Regions from separate parts of the Sus scrofa genome. Here all the other regions are linked to region 2. A link is a contact called in public HiChIP or PLAC-seq data. All regions are on one chromosome and are shown on one strand. Each heading gives the region's core, a stretch centred on a gene start, on an enhancer-like site or on the middle of the called end of the contact. The rest is flanking DNA. Distances are from core to core; before and after follow the strand shown. Region 1 overlaps LRP6 (low-density lipoprotein receptor-related protein 6). Region 2 has its middle 25 kb from the start of MANSC1. Region 3 overlaps LRP6 (low-density lipoprotein receptor-related protein 6). Region 4 overlaps BCL2L14 (BCL2 like 14).

What was found. HiChIP or PLAC-seq counts read pairs in DNA pulled down with a chosen protein or histone mark.
Region 1: a contact with region 2 is called in an H3K27ac HiChIP or PLAC-seq map of skeletal muscle. The contact joins two enhancer-like sites. A contact is called at or near these places in 2 of 47 Hi-C or Micro-C datasets (embryonic fibroblasts and skeletal muscle) and 1 of 2 datasets of contacts at active chromatin or transcription factors (skeletal muscle).
Region 3: a contact with region 2 is called in an H3K27ac HiChIP or PLAC-seq map of skeletal muscle. The contact joins two enhancer-like sites. A contact is called at or near these places in 2 of 47 Hi-C or Micro-C datasets (epiblast stem cells and skeletal muscle) and 1 of 2 datasets of contacts at active chromatin or transcription factors (skeletal muscle).
Region 4: a contact with region 2 is called in an H3K27ac HiChIP or PLAC-seq map of skeletal muscle. The contact joins two enhancer-like sites. A contact is called at or near these places in 2 of 5 promoter capture datasets (fetal liver and liver), 27 of 47 Hi-C or Micro-C datasets (adipocytes, adipose tissue, alveolar macrophages and 14 more) and 2 of 2 datasets of contacts at active chromatin or transcription factors (alveolar macrophages and skeletal muscle).

The regions. Positions count from the first base shown.
Region 1 is chr5:60,272,810-60,275,509 of Sscrofa11.1, forward strand. LRP6 (low-density lipoprotein receptor-related protein 6) reads left to right here. Exons shown (of 24, transcript XM_021092344.1): 11 at 67-293. Among named protein-coding and RNA genes, the nearest start is that of BCL2L14, 84 kb to the right of the region's middle. Within about 2 kb of position 1,407, at least 10 of the 83 cell types and tissues checked have an H3K27ac peak or open chromatin away from gene starts, as enhancers often do. A contact at or near this core is called in skeletal muscle, where this site is marked.
Region 2 is chr5:60,105,758-60,108,457 of Sscrofa11.1, forward strand. No RefSeq gene overlaps it. Among named protein-coding and RNA genes, the nearest start is that of MANSC1, 25 kb to the left of the region's middle. Within about 2 kb of position 1,349, at least 36 of the 83 cell types and tissues checked have an H3K27ac peak or open chromatin away from gene starts, as enhancers often do. A contact at or near this core is called in skeletal muscle, where this site is marked.
Region 3 is chr5:60,240,387-60,243,086 of Sscrofa11.1, forward strand. It overlaps LRP6 (low-density lipoprotein receptor-related protein 6), which reads left to right. Exons shown (of 24, transcript XM_021092344.1): 5 at 1,231-1,427. Among named protein-coding and RNA genes, the nearest start is that of LRP6, 93 kb to the left of the region's middle. Within about 2 kb of position 1,340, at least 5 of the 83 cell types and tissues checked have an H3K27ac peak or open chromatin away from gene starts, as enhancers often do. A contact at or near this core is called in skeletal muscle, where this site is marked.
Region 4 is chr5:60,346,336-60,349,035 of Sscrofa11.1, forward strand. BCL2L14 (BCL2 like 14) reads right to left here. Exons shown (of 6, transcript NM_001315668.1): 2 at 2,534-2,700. Among named protein-coding and RNA genes, the nearest start is that of BCL2L14, 10 kb to the right of the region's middle. Within about 2 kb of position 1,291, at least 5 of the 83 cell types and tissues checked have an H3K27ac peak or open chromatin away from gene starts, as enhancers often do. A contact at or near this core is called in skeletal muscle, where this site is marked.

The sequences.
Region 1 (2,700 bases), core at 157-2,656, 170 kb after region 2:
ACATTCTTTCTGGATTGTGTTTTGTACTTAAGTCCTGTGACTTTATTGTTAATCTTATTTTCACAGACCATCAGCAGAGCCTTTATGAATGGCAGTGCACTGGAACACGTGGTAGAATTTGGCCTAGATTATCCAGAAGGCATGGCAGTAGACTGGCTTGGGAAGAACTTGTACTGGGCAGACACAGGAACAAATCGAATTGAAGTGTCAAAGTTGGATGGGCAGCACCGACAAGTTTTGGTGTGGAAAGACCTAGATAGTCCCAGAGCTCTTGCGTTGGACCCTGCTGAAGGGTAAACAGCTTCTTGTATGCATTCTTTGCAACTACATTGCACATGGACCTAGTTACGGGTTATATAGTCTTGATGTCTTAAACAATGCTTATGGGAATCTGACAGCTAAACCATAGATAGATTTTATCTTAAAACCATTAGTTGAGATTCTACTGACTTAGAATTAATATTTACTAGCTAAATTTTAATTTCGTCTTTAACATTAGATGAAGAAAGGTTAGTAAAATAGATTGATAATTAAATATTAACGATCATATTTATATACAAAGTATACAGCCTTTTTAAATGTGTCATCAAGTCTGTATTTGCTTGCACCCTCTCCCAAATTACACCAGGTTCCAAACCCACTAAAGTAAACCCACTGAAATAATGTGTGCTAAGAAATAGCTGTACTTAAAAAGCTCCATTTTAGAATATTTGTTAATTCAAAATGGACATTTAGGAGTTCCCGTCATGGCGCAGCAGAAACGAATCACTAGGAACCATGAGGTTCGGGTTTGATCCCTGACCTTGCTCCGTGGATTAAGGATCCAGCTTTGCTGTGAGCTGTGGTGTAGGTCGCAGATGCGGCTTGGATCTCATGTTGCTGTGGCTGTGCTGTAGGCCGGCAGCTATAGCTCCGATTGGACCCCTAGCCTGGGAACCTCCATATGCTGTGAGTGTAGCCCTAAAAAGACAAAACAAAACAAAAAAAGGGACATATACTTTGTTATTATTATAAGCTTGGGGAAACTTTGATATTAAACAGTTAAGTTTCTGATAAACTAGTTGTAGCATGACACGTTTTTCAGTGGTAGATGGTCCTTCTTACATGATTTAACAAGTTTTCAAAAGCCAGCAGTTAAGTAATCTGAAATTTAAAGGATAACTCCATTTTTAAAAGCCAGAGTTAACAGCGTGAACATATAAGCATATTTACCATATCTGTAATTAAAAATATTTTCCCTGAAATCAGTTGATTCCATGGTTAGCTTGTCAGCCCTGTAGTTAGAAGGCCATAGCAAAGGTAGCTTCTCTCTGCTGATGTGTTGTGATTGAGTTATGGTGATCTTTACTCTAAGCATTAGTTGCCAGACAGATAAATTTAGTAGTTGCGATTAAGGACTCTAGTTTATGTGACTGCTGGCAGCTGTGAAATTTCCCCCACAGTTGTTTCTCTTGGGCTCATGGGGTGTGCACGTGCCTCTCAGCTGACAAGTACAAATGCAAACAAAGTCCAAGACAACTTGAATTTTCAGAAAAGTGTGTTCATACATTGCTACCAGGTCAGCATCAGCTCACAAGTTGATGAGTGAAAATCTTACTTGGGTGTTTGATGAGATCTGGTACATGGAGAATTTCCCTAGTCCCAGTGTTCAGAGTGTCTGAAACTAGTACTGTACTCGTTCAGTTAAAACGGCGGTTGGCTGAGATTAGCCTCTAGATCTAGCTCCACCATATGACTGGCTTGAAAATATTAGACAAATCATTCACATTTCTCTTAGTGCTTTGGCCCCCTCTCCTATAAAAAGCCTGTGCTATAGGCTGCTCTAAGGTTAACATGAAAAACTCAAAAGGGTAAAATAAAAGCAAAAGCGTGTTCTAAAATTTCACAGAGATTGTAGGAGTGTTCACTCCCCAGCTGACACATTAAGGAGTGGTTCATTGCTCTTATACATAATATTGTTTCCTTGGACCTTGTGACCAAACACTTTTTCAAACTTTCCTTTTTAATGTCAGTTAAAGGCTGTTAATTTTTACTTTTGATGTACTACTGCAGCTTGTTTTGGGGGGAGACTTGATTACATAAATTGAAAAGTAAATTTAAAAATTAAAAAACTAGAGTTCCCGTCATGGCTCAGTGGTTAATGAATCCAACTAGGAACCATGAGGTTACAGGTTCGATCCCTGGCCTTGCTCAGTGCATTAACAATCTGGCACTGCCGTGAGCTGTGGTGTAGGTTGCAGATACAGCTCAGATCGGGTGTTGCTGTGGCTGTGGCGTAGGCCGGCGGCTACAGCTCTGATTAGACCCCTAGCCTGGGAACCTCCATATGCCGTGGGTGCCGTCCTAAAAGACCAAAAAAAAAAAAAAAAAAATTAAAAACTTAAACTACTTATATTCAGAAATACATACATTTTGTTCTGAAGTGAATCAGCTTCTGAGACCAGAGTTTTAATCCTTTGCTATCTTCTTGAGTATTAGTTTTATAAATGCAAGTGCTGCAATAAAGAAATCATTGGTTTGTTTCCAGTTTCTAGGTTTTGGATAGAACAGAGTCATTGGAAAGACTAAGAAAGCTGACTCACTTCCTTTTTAGGATATGAGAAAAAATATTTAGTTGAAGCTGCCAATATAATTTAAAAAAATATAGCTATGATTTTGCTTTACTAATTTTCTTGATTTAATGTGTCTTTTCTTTAAATT
Region 2 (2,700 bases), core at 99-2,598:
TAATATTTAATGGAACTGTACATGGTGCGAAATGGATCAGTGTCCCCTACTCAATCACAACTGTTCCTCACTGGGCAGGACAGGTACAGTAGCCCACAGGCCACATGCTGCTGCCACACAGCCTGGAGAGGAATGGGGCAGCTGCATTTTTACAGCCAACCAAAGCTACAGAGAATCCTCCTGGGCCAGCCCGCCTCGGCAGGCCTTCTCATACCCAAGTCAGGTTCTGCACATCTTGGCTTTTCTTCCTATCCCCTTCAGTCAAAAGTGTCAGCAAATCTTGGAGTTCCCATTGTGGCGCAGCAGAAACGAATCCGACTAGGAACCATGAGGTTGCAGGTTCGATCCCTGGCCTCACTCAGTGGATTAAGGATCCGGCATTAACATGAGCTGTGGTGTAGATCGCAGATGCTGCTTTGCTGTGGCTGTGGCGTAGGCTGGCAACTGTAGCTCTAACTCAACCCCTAGCCTGGGAACCTCCACAGGCAGCAGGTGCTGCCTAAAAAGCAAGAAAAAAATTTTTTAAAGTTTTAAAATCATCAGCAATCAATCAGACTTCGGCAGGGGTGTGGGGTGGTGGGGACTCAAAGGTGTTTCTGTTTTGTTTTGTTCTTTTTTTTTTTTTAAAAAAAGGAAAGCCCTTGCCTTAGGAGGACTGTGTCCAGTGCGGGCAGGTAACACTAGCCCTCCTCTCACCCCACCCAGCTGCAGTGACACCACATAGTCCTGGCTGAAGTTATGACCTCTCACTCTACCCCTGGCCGAGGAGAAGAAAAGGGCACAGCTTGGAGAAAAACAAGTATCAAGGGCTGATGTGTGTGCTGAGCTCGAAAATGCTAAATGACGGTGAAAAATATTTTGGAAAAGAAACTATCTTCCAAATTGTGCTACATAGCAAAGTTAATGGAGCCCAGATGGCGTCTACTAAAACTTAGAAAAACAAACTAAAAACAATACTTTCGCGCCTGCCAGGCTGAAATGTGATCTACTTCTTAATATTCACTCAACCCAGAGGAAAATGCTTTAAAATGGTAATGGTTCCAAAAGCGCAGGCTGGGCCTCGCGCTCGGTGGATAAACAAGAGACCTCAAACACAGGGGGGTTTATGTTCTGCTCCCAGCTCCGGGCAAATCACTTCATCTCCTTGTTCCTTCTCAATTTTCTCAGCTCTGAAATGGGGAGAGCAGGACTTCACAAGGGGTTTACAAGGCATACTAAAACGACTGTAAAGCCCTTCACCAGTGTTTAATAACTGATGCTTTTTTTCATAGCTGGGCTTTATAACATCCTTCATTATTCATTCCGTGGTGTGGAAATAAACCCAGACGAGCCAAATGAGCACAGAGGCTATTTATGCGGAGCTGGCGGGGAGTGAGGGAGCCAGCCAGGATCACTTGCATTTGGCAGAGACTCAGGGCAGAGAGGAGAGTGGGGAAGCTGCTAGTGGGAAAAAAAAAGAAAAAAAAAAAAGGTGGTGGGGGGAGGCTGTGGGTGTGCCCTGATCAGAGGTTGTTGGCCTGGGGAAGGCAGAGGCAGGCTACCAAGAAGCAGGCAAGCAGGCATCCTATGTGATGGGTTCAGGGGCCATATTTGGCCTTCTGGGTTGGTCCTGGTTGGAAAGGCATTCCTGAGTTGGAAGCCAGCCCAGGGCTTTGGCGTCCTGATTTGGTCATGGCAGAAGTCGAGGGTCAGAGTTCTATCATTGTATGTATGGTTTGGCCATGGTCTGTTTGTACATTCCATCTCTCAGGGGAAAAATAAAAGGAGAGAGGGGTCTGGCCACCCCCAGAGCAAAACCAGGCACCTGCCTGGTAGCCTAGGGAATAAGTTGGACTTTTTATCCTTTTTTTTTTTTTTCTTTTTTAGGGCCACAGCTGTGGCATATGTAAGTTCTCAGGCTACGGGTGGAATCAGAGTTGTAACTGCCGGCCTACACCACAGCCACAGCAATGTGGGATCTGCAGCCTACACCGCAGCTCATTGGCATAACCCACTAATGGGGCCAGGGATCAGACACGCATCCCCACGGGTACTAGTCGGGTCCATTTCCCCTGAGCCACAATGGGAGCTCCCTGGACTTTTCATACCTTTAGACATTTAGAAGAAGCAGACTTAGAAGATAAGACGATGAACTGATAATTTTCACTCTGCAGAATCCACAGGCGCCCCACCCCACAGGACAGGCAGTCAGGACAGCTGGGTGGGTGGTGACTGTCTTCCTCCCCCCAAACACCCCAGGGGCCTGAGACAAGTCACAGAACCTCCCAGGGCTTCGGTTTCCTCGTGAACAGGCGGTGAATTCCTATCTGTCTAGTCTGTCTTATCGTTTGGTTTTGAGAATGAGTGGCTTCATGTTTGTAAAAGAACCCTATAAAGCAGGTATTTAAAACTCCATAAAGGAGGTATTTTATAAGGCATTTTAGAAGTTTGAGCAGGAAGATTGTGGCTTCGGTCTTTGAAGTTTCACCCAGTGGGCTGGAGTCTTGAACATTTTCTGCGTGTCCTGTGGGGAGACAGGCTGACTCCTGCTCAGACTCACTACCTTTCCCAGCTCTGCCTCCATTAAGGCCGCCTCAGTCCACGTCTCGGGCCTCAGTTTTCTGTCTTTATGAACAGGATCACTAGAAATTTGAGAATTTCTTTGGTCCCTGCAGGAAAGTTGCATACTTGACTTGTACCTCTCACGGCTTCACACATTTG
Region 3 (2,700 bases), core at 90-2,589, 130 kb after region 2:
CTGCACCTGTGGCACATGATGGTTCCCAGGCTGGGGTCCAATTGGAGCTGCAGCCGCTGGCCTGTACCACAGCCACAGCAACGCCAGATCCTCAGCCCACCGAATGAGGCCAGGAATCGAGTCCACAACCCCATGGTTCCTAGTCAGACTTGTTTCCGCTGTACCACGATGGGAATGACAGGAACTTCGGGAACTCCTTGAATAGAGTATACTGGTAGTCTCTTACATACTTGAGATCATCAGACAACCTAAGGGACCTAAAAATTGGATTATCTTCCAATGTGATATTCTTTATTTCTCATTGATTGCTTACATTTTCCTCTTTCCCTCCCAGGTGAATATTTATGAAAATACTATATTTGATATTATAAAATATCAAAGCACTTATTTTTCTTGTATATTATTGTGGCTCAAATGCAATTTTCTCATTATTCAAGAATATTTACTAATTATGTAACTCTCCATGATCCTCTGCGTAGTCCATGCCTTTAGTACTCTCTACTTCCCTTTCATATAGTTAGGATTGCCTGTGAAATTTGGGCATCTGCTTTGTCTCTTGAACACATTCTGCCAGTGGTTGGGCTTCCTTTTTGCTACCTTGTGGAGATTAAATAGCCATATAGCAGCCAGCCAGCTGAGATGGTCATTTGCTGGAGTTAGACTGGAGTTTGCAGAGAGAGCTCTACCAGCATGACTTTTAAGACTCATGCATATGTTTGTACTTTCAGTTATCAAAGCCTTAAGAAGTGATGGACAAAACAGGCTCAGATTCTTTGTTCTTCCACATCAAGAAGGGAAAAACCTATTGCTGATTTAAAACTGCTTCCCAGTGCTAACTGTAAACCCTGGGGTTTTTCCTTTGCTAGCCTTTCTCTTTCTAATGACATGAATTATATGGAAGGATCGAAGATGGGAGTCCAGAGATGGGAACTGATAGCAGTGCTAATACTTGGGTCTTCACTTTGTTCGCTAGCTTGTAGTGCACCTGGGGCCTGCTGCCAGGTTAGGAACCATTCTGAAGTACTGGGTTGGGGATTTTGGACATCATGAATTCAGATAAATTTGAAATTACTCTGTCACTTATTTTTCCTAGGTATATTTGAGCATCAGATATGTGTTACGCCAAATTTGTATGTGTTAGTGTGGACTTAAAACCACTCTAATGGGCAAGATAAAGTTTTGATAAAAGACAATTTAGAAATGTTTGAGTTTTTCTCTTTGTGTTGATAGGCAGGCGGTGGTTAAAGGTTCCCTTCCACATCCTTTTGCCTTGACGTTATTTGAGGACACGTTGTACTGGACTGACTGGAATACACACTCTATTTTGGCTTGCAACAAGTACACTGGCGAAGGTCTGCGTGAAATCCACTCTAACATCTTCTCTCCCATGGATATACATGCCTTCAGCCAACAGAGACAGCCAAATGGTAAGTGATCTTGATTTTTAAATTGCAAGTTGGAATAGCTCTGTAGCACTCTAATGTCTGGCTTTAGTAAAGGGCAGGAGGAGGGAACACATATCCAGAGGTAGTAGGAAGGAATAAAAAATAGGGAAGACGTCAAAATATAATTCAGGTTAGGCAACAATCTAAACCATTTGTAGCTTGATATCTGCTACTACAAATCACCTCACCCTTTGTTTTGAGTCTAGGGTTATGGAGGTGGAGAAGAGAAAAATAAAATAAGAACTTCAGATTGCTCATATGCTAAGCTTATACACAAATGCAATTTTTTGAGTTTTTTTTTATTGTAGTCACAAATGCATTTTTCATTCATGTTGTTTCTCTCTAATGAGTGATTTTGTTCATGTGAGTATTTAAAAACAAATACCTTTCTTGAATGGAAACCTCTGTTAATATAACTAGTGAATTTAAGACCTTAAGTTGCTTAAATAAAAATACCTGTTTGTATCTTTCTGCACACATCCTCTACCTTTTTTTTCGTAGTTTTGCTTCTATTTCTGGTTATTCTTTACAATGACTTAGGCTAAGACTGCTGACAATTCTAGAATTAGGTTTAAAAAAAATACGAGAATGTTAAGCATTTGGCACTTGTGTGTAAATAAATGTCTGGCATGTGTCTGAGTATATTTCAGATTGTATTGCCTAGCCAAAAATGCAGGGGTTTTGGATTTATGCATTGCTCCTTCCATTTAGGGGGAAATAGTCAAATATTGAATGTGTCATATTGGAGTCTGGTGCTCATGAGTCCATAATAATGTTTTAAAATGATTGTGGGAGTTCCTGTTGTGGCTTAACGGTAACGAACCCAACTGGTATCCATGAGGACGCGGGTTCGATCCCTGGCCTTGCTCAGTGGGTTAAGGATCCAGTGTTGCCATGAGCTGTGGTGTAGGTCGCAGACTAGGCTTGGACCTGGCAGCATTGCTGTGGCTGTGCCGTATGTAGGTGGGCACCTACAGCTCCTGTTGGACCCCCGGCCTGGGGACTTGCATATACTGAAGGTGTGGCCCCAAAAGGACAAAAAAAATTGAAAAAATAAAAAATATGTTATTGTATTACTCATTTGTAAAACAGAAAAATTTAGTTACTTGTGTGAATTTTTTATTCTCGTTGTTGGCCCTCAGTTAAGAATTTCTCCATTTCTGTTTTTTTAATGGCGCCGTCAATCCTTTATCTTTTCTAGTTTGAGAATTTGTAGTTATCTGCGATACTGCTTTCTTCTATCTTTCATGTTTTG
Region 4 (2,700 bases), core at 41-2,540, 240 kb after region 2:
TTCCTGGCCTCGCTCAGGGGGTTAAGGATCTGGCATTGCTGAAAGCTGCAGCATAGACTACCGATGTGGCTCAAATCTGGTGTTGCCATGGCTGCAGTTGTAGCTCCGATTCAACACCTAGCCTGGGCACTTCCATTTACTGCAGATGTGCCATAAAAAGAACAAAAGACCCCAAACCAAAAACTAGCAAAAAACAAAAAAAACAAAACAAGACCCACAGGAGACACACAAGGACCCAGTCTCACTAGCCTGTGTGTGTATATCGGTTTCTGTGGATTGGTGAGCATAGAGTGAGGGATGCAGATGAAATATGGGCAGGAAAGACTATAAGCAAACACAGTTTGACTCAGATGAGATAGCTCTAATTAACATGACCATTTGGAATACCTTAATTTAAAAACTAGGGAAAAAAAAGATTCCCTTATTGTCAGAGCTGGCTTCATCCAAGGGGACACTGGATGGGGTTGGGGAGGGAACAAAAAGGCTGCCTGCCCATCCTTTGGAGTTTATTTTGGGGCTCATCGTGGGGTTAAGGAGAGCAAGAGAGCTGGGTTGGAAAGGCATTTGGCTTGAGGCATTTGTTTTAAAGATGAGGGGCTGGGAGTTTAGGAGAGAGTTCCATATGGTCAAGACTCCTGTTTCCTACCCAGTATGCATTTTCTTTTTCTTCCTTAGTAACAGACCCCCAAAGTGTCAGAAGCAGTGACAAAACTACATTTCCCAGCTTCCTTTGCAGGAAGGAGCAGTCACTGAGTGTAAGAAGCTGGGGTGCAGTTTTAAGAAAACTTTCCAAAAGGGAGCTGAGTTATCTAGAAAGATACCCTTTTGTCCTCCCCTTGCTTCCTCTTTCTTGAGATGTGAACCTGATGGCTGGAATCCAGCAGTCACCTTGGGATTTAAGGTGACTTTGAGGTTGGAAGCCACTAAATGAAGGATGGCAGAAGAGGAAAACCTAAAAATTATGGAACTAACTGATCGAGACTGGGCTGCCAAACTTTTTTTTTTTTTTTTTTTTTTTTTTTAATGGGAGAGAAAAATAATCTCTCTTTTAGTTAAGCTGTAGTGAATCATAGCTGTGGAGAAAAAAAAATGTTCACAAAAGAACTCACGTTGGTGTTTCTAAAATTGGTATTGACATTCATTTTTCTACATCCCAAGACCTCTCCCCTATTAGACTTTGGTCTTGAGCCATAACCTCATAGTTCTCACTTCAGCCTGGAGTCTCAGTCCTGGAAATGGCAGCACAGGCTACATTGTGACCTTTAGTTAAAAGAACCCAGGGGATGCCAACTGCTGAGCTCTGATTTATATGTGGCAAAATAGAAATAGAACATGAGGCCCTCTTGGGTCACACCCAGTATAAAACCAACCAACCATCCACGTAATTTACTGAACAAGAAAGCAAGGAGAGAGGAAGGTGAGAGGGAGGAACAACTGTACGTAAATGTTTGAAGCTAAACTTCCTTAGGAGGTAACTGTTTCTACTTTTTAAGGGATATCTATATATATAGACAGAGATCTAGAATTTTTAGAAAATAAAAAAGGTCAAATGGCAGTTCAGTATTATTGACATATGGAATGTCGTTTTTCTTAGGAAAACCAGAAGGTTAAAGTCTGTAAAATCTTCCTCTGTTTCCTGGAAAACTCCAAAGACCAGGACAAGCAGAAAGCCAATTATGTTCCTCCAACTCTTCTGTTTGCTCCAGAGCTCTGCTCTGCCCCTGCCCTCCCTCCATCAGCAGAAGGAGCCTGTTGTACCCCTGGGGGAGGAGGACTTCCCCAGATATGTCCTCCCAACTGCTGTTCTAAAATCACATTTAAAAATTGAGACATTGCTGCCACCTGTTGACTAATTACTGACAAGTTACACAGGCCAATCAGCCTTGTAGAGGGGGCTTTCTTTTAAAATCTGGACACTGGGTGTTGGAGGGCAAGAAGATGTTTATGCCAAGATGAAGGGTAACTCTGATAAAGACTTTCATGAAAATGTCTGTTCAATACAATGTGTTTTGTCCCACTGAAGGAAGATTTTGTCAAAATGCATCCCAGTTGGTTTTTTTTTAGAGTGGTTTATACTTTGAAAAGTATTTTCATATATAGCTATCTGATCTTTCCTTCTGCCTTCAGAGGTAGGGAGGGGGTGGTTTACACCAATGTACAAATGAAAATGCAGAGACTCAGGGTGGGGGGGAGTTGACTTCCTTTAGGAAGAACAGCAGCCTGAGCCCCTATCTGGGGGCTCTTTCCCTTATCTTGGTCTCTGGCACTGAGGATTAGGATTTGGGGCAGCAAGCTTAACTGTGGACACTGGAGCCAGAAAAGCAGTCCCCTTACCCTTCACTGCCACCATCTCTCTTTCTGCTCAATCTTGAGAAAAGTAGGGAAATTATATTGAATATTACCAAGTTGGGAAGCTGTGGTACTGAGTGCCCTGCCTAAGACCCCCTTACTAACTTGGGAGGAGGTGAACTCCCAGGCACACAAAGAAGGGAAAGATATGGATGCAGGAGAGAAGAAATCCCCAAAAGCCTACCTTCGTGGTCTAAGCGCTGTTCCACATTGGAGAGGGACCTTGGCCATTGCTGACTGTGAGAACCACTCTGAGTTTCCACTCTCCTCGGCCCCTCGAAACGGAACCCTGTAGGCACGCTCTGCGAATTTTCCTCCTTCTCTGCTACTCCGAAGAGTGTTCTCCAAGAA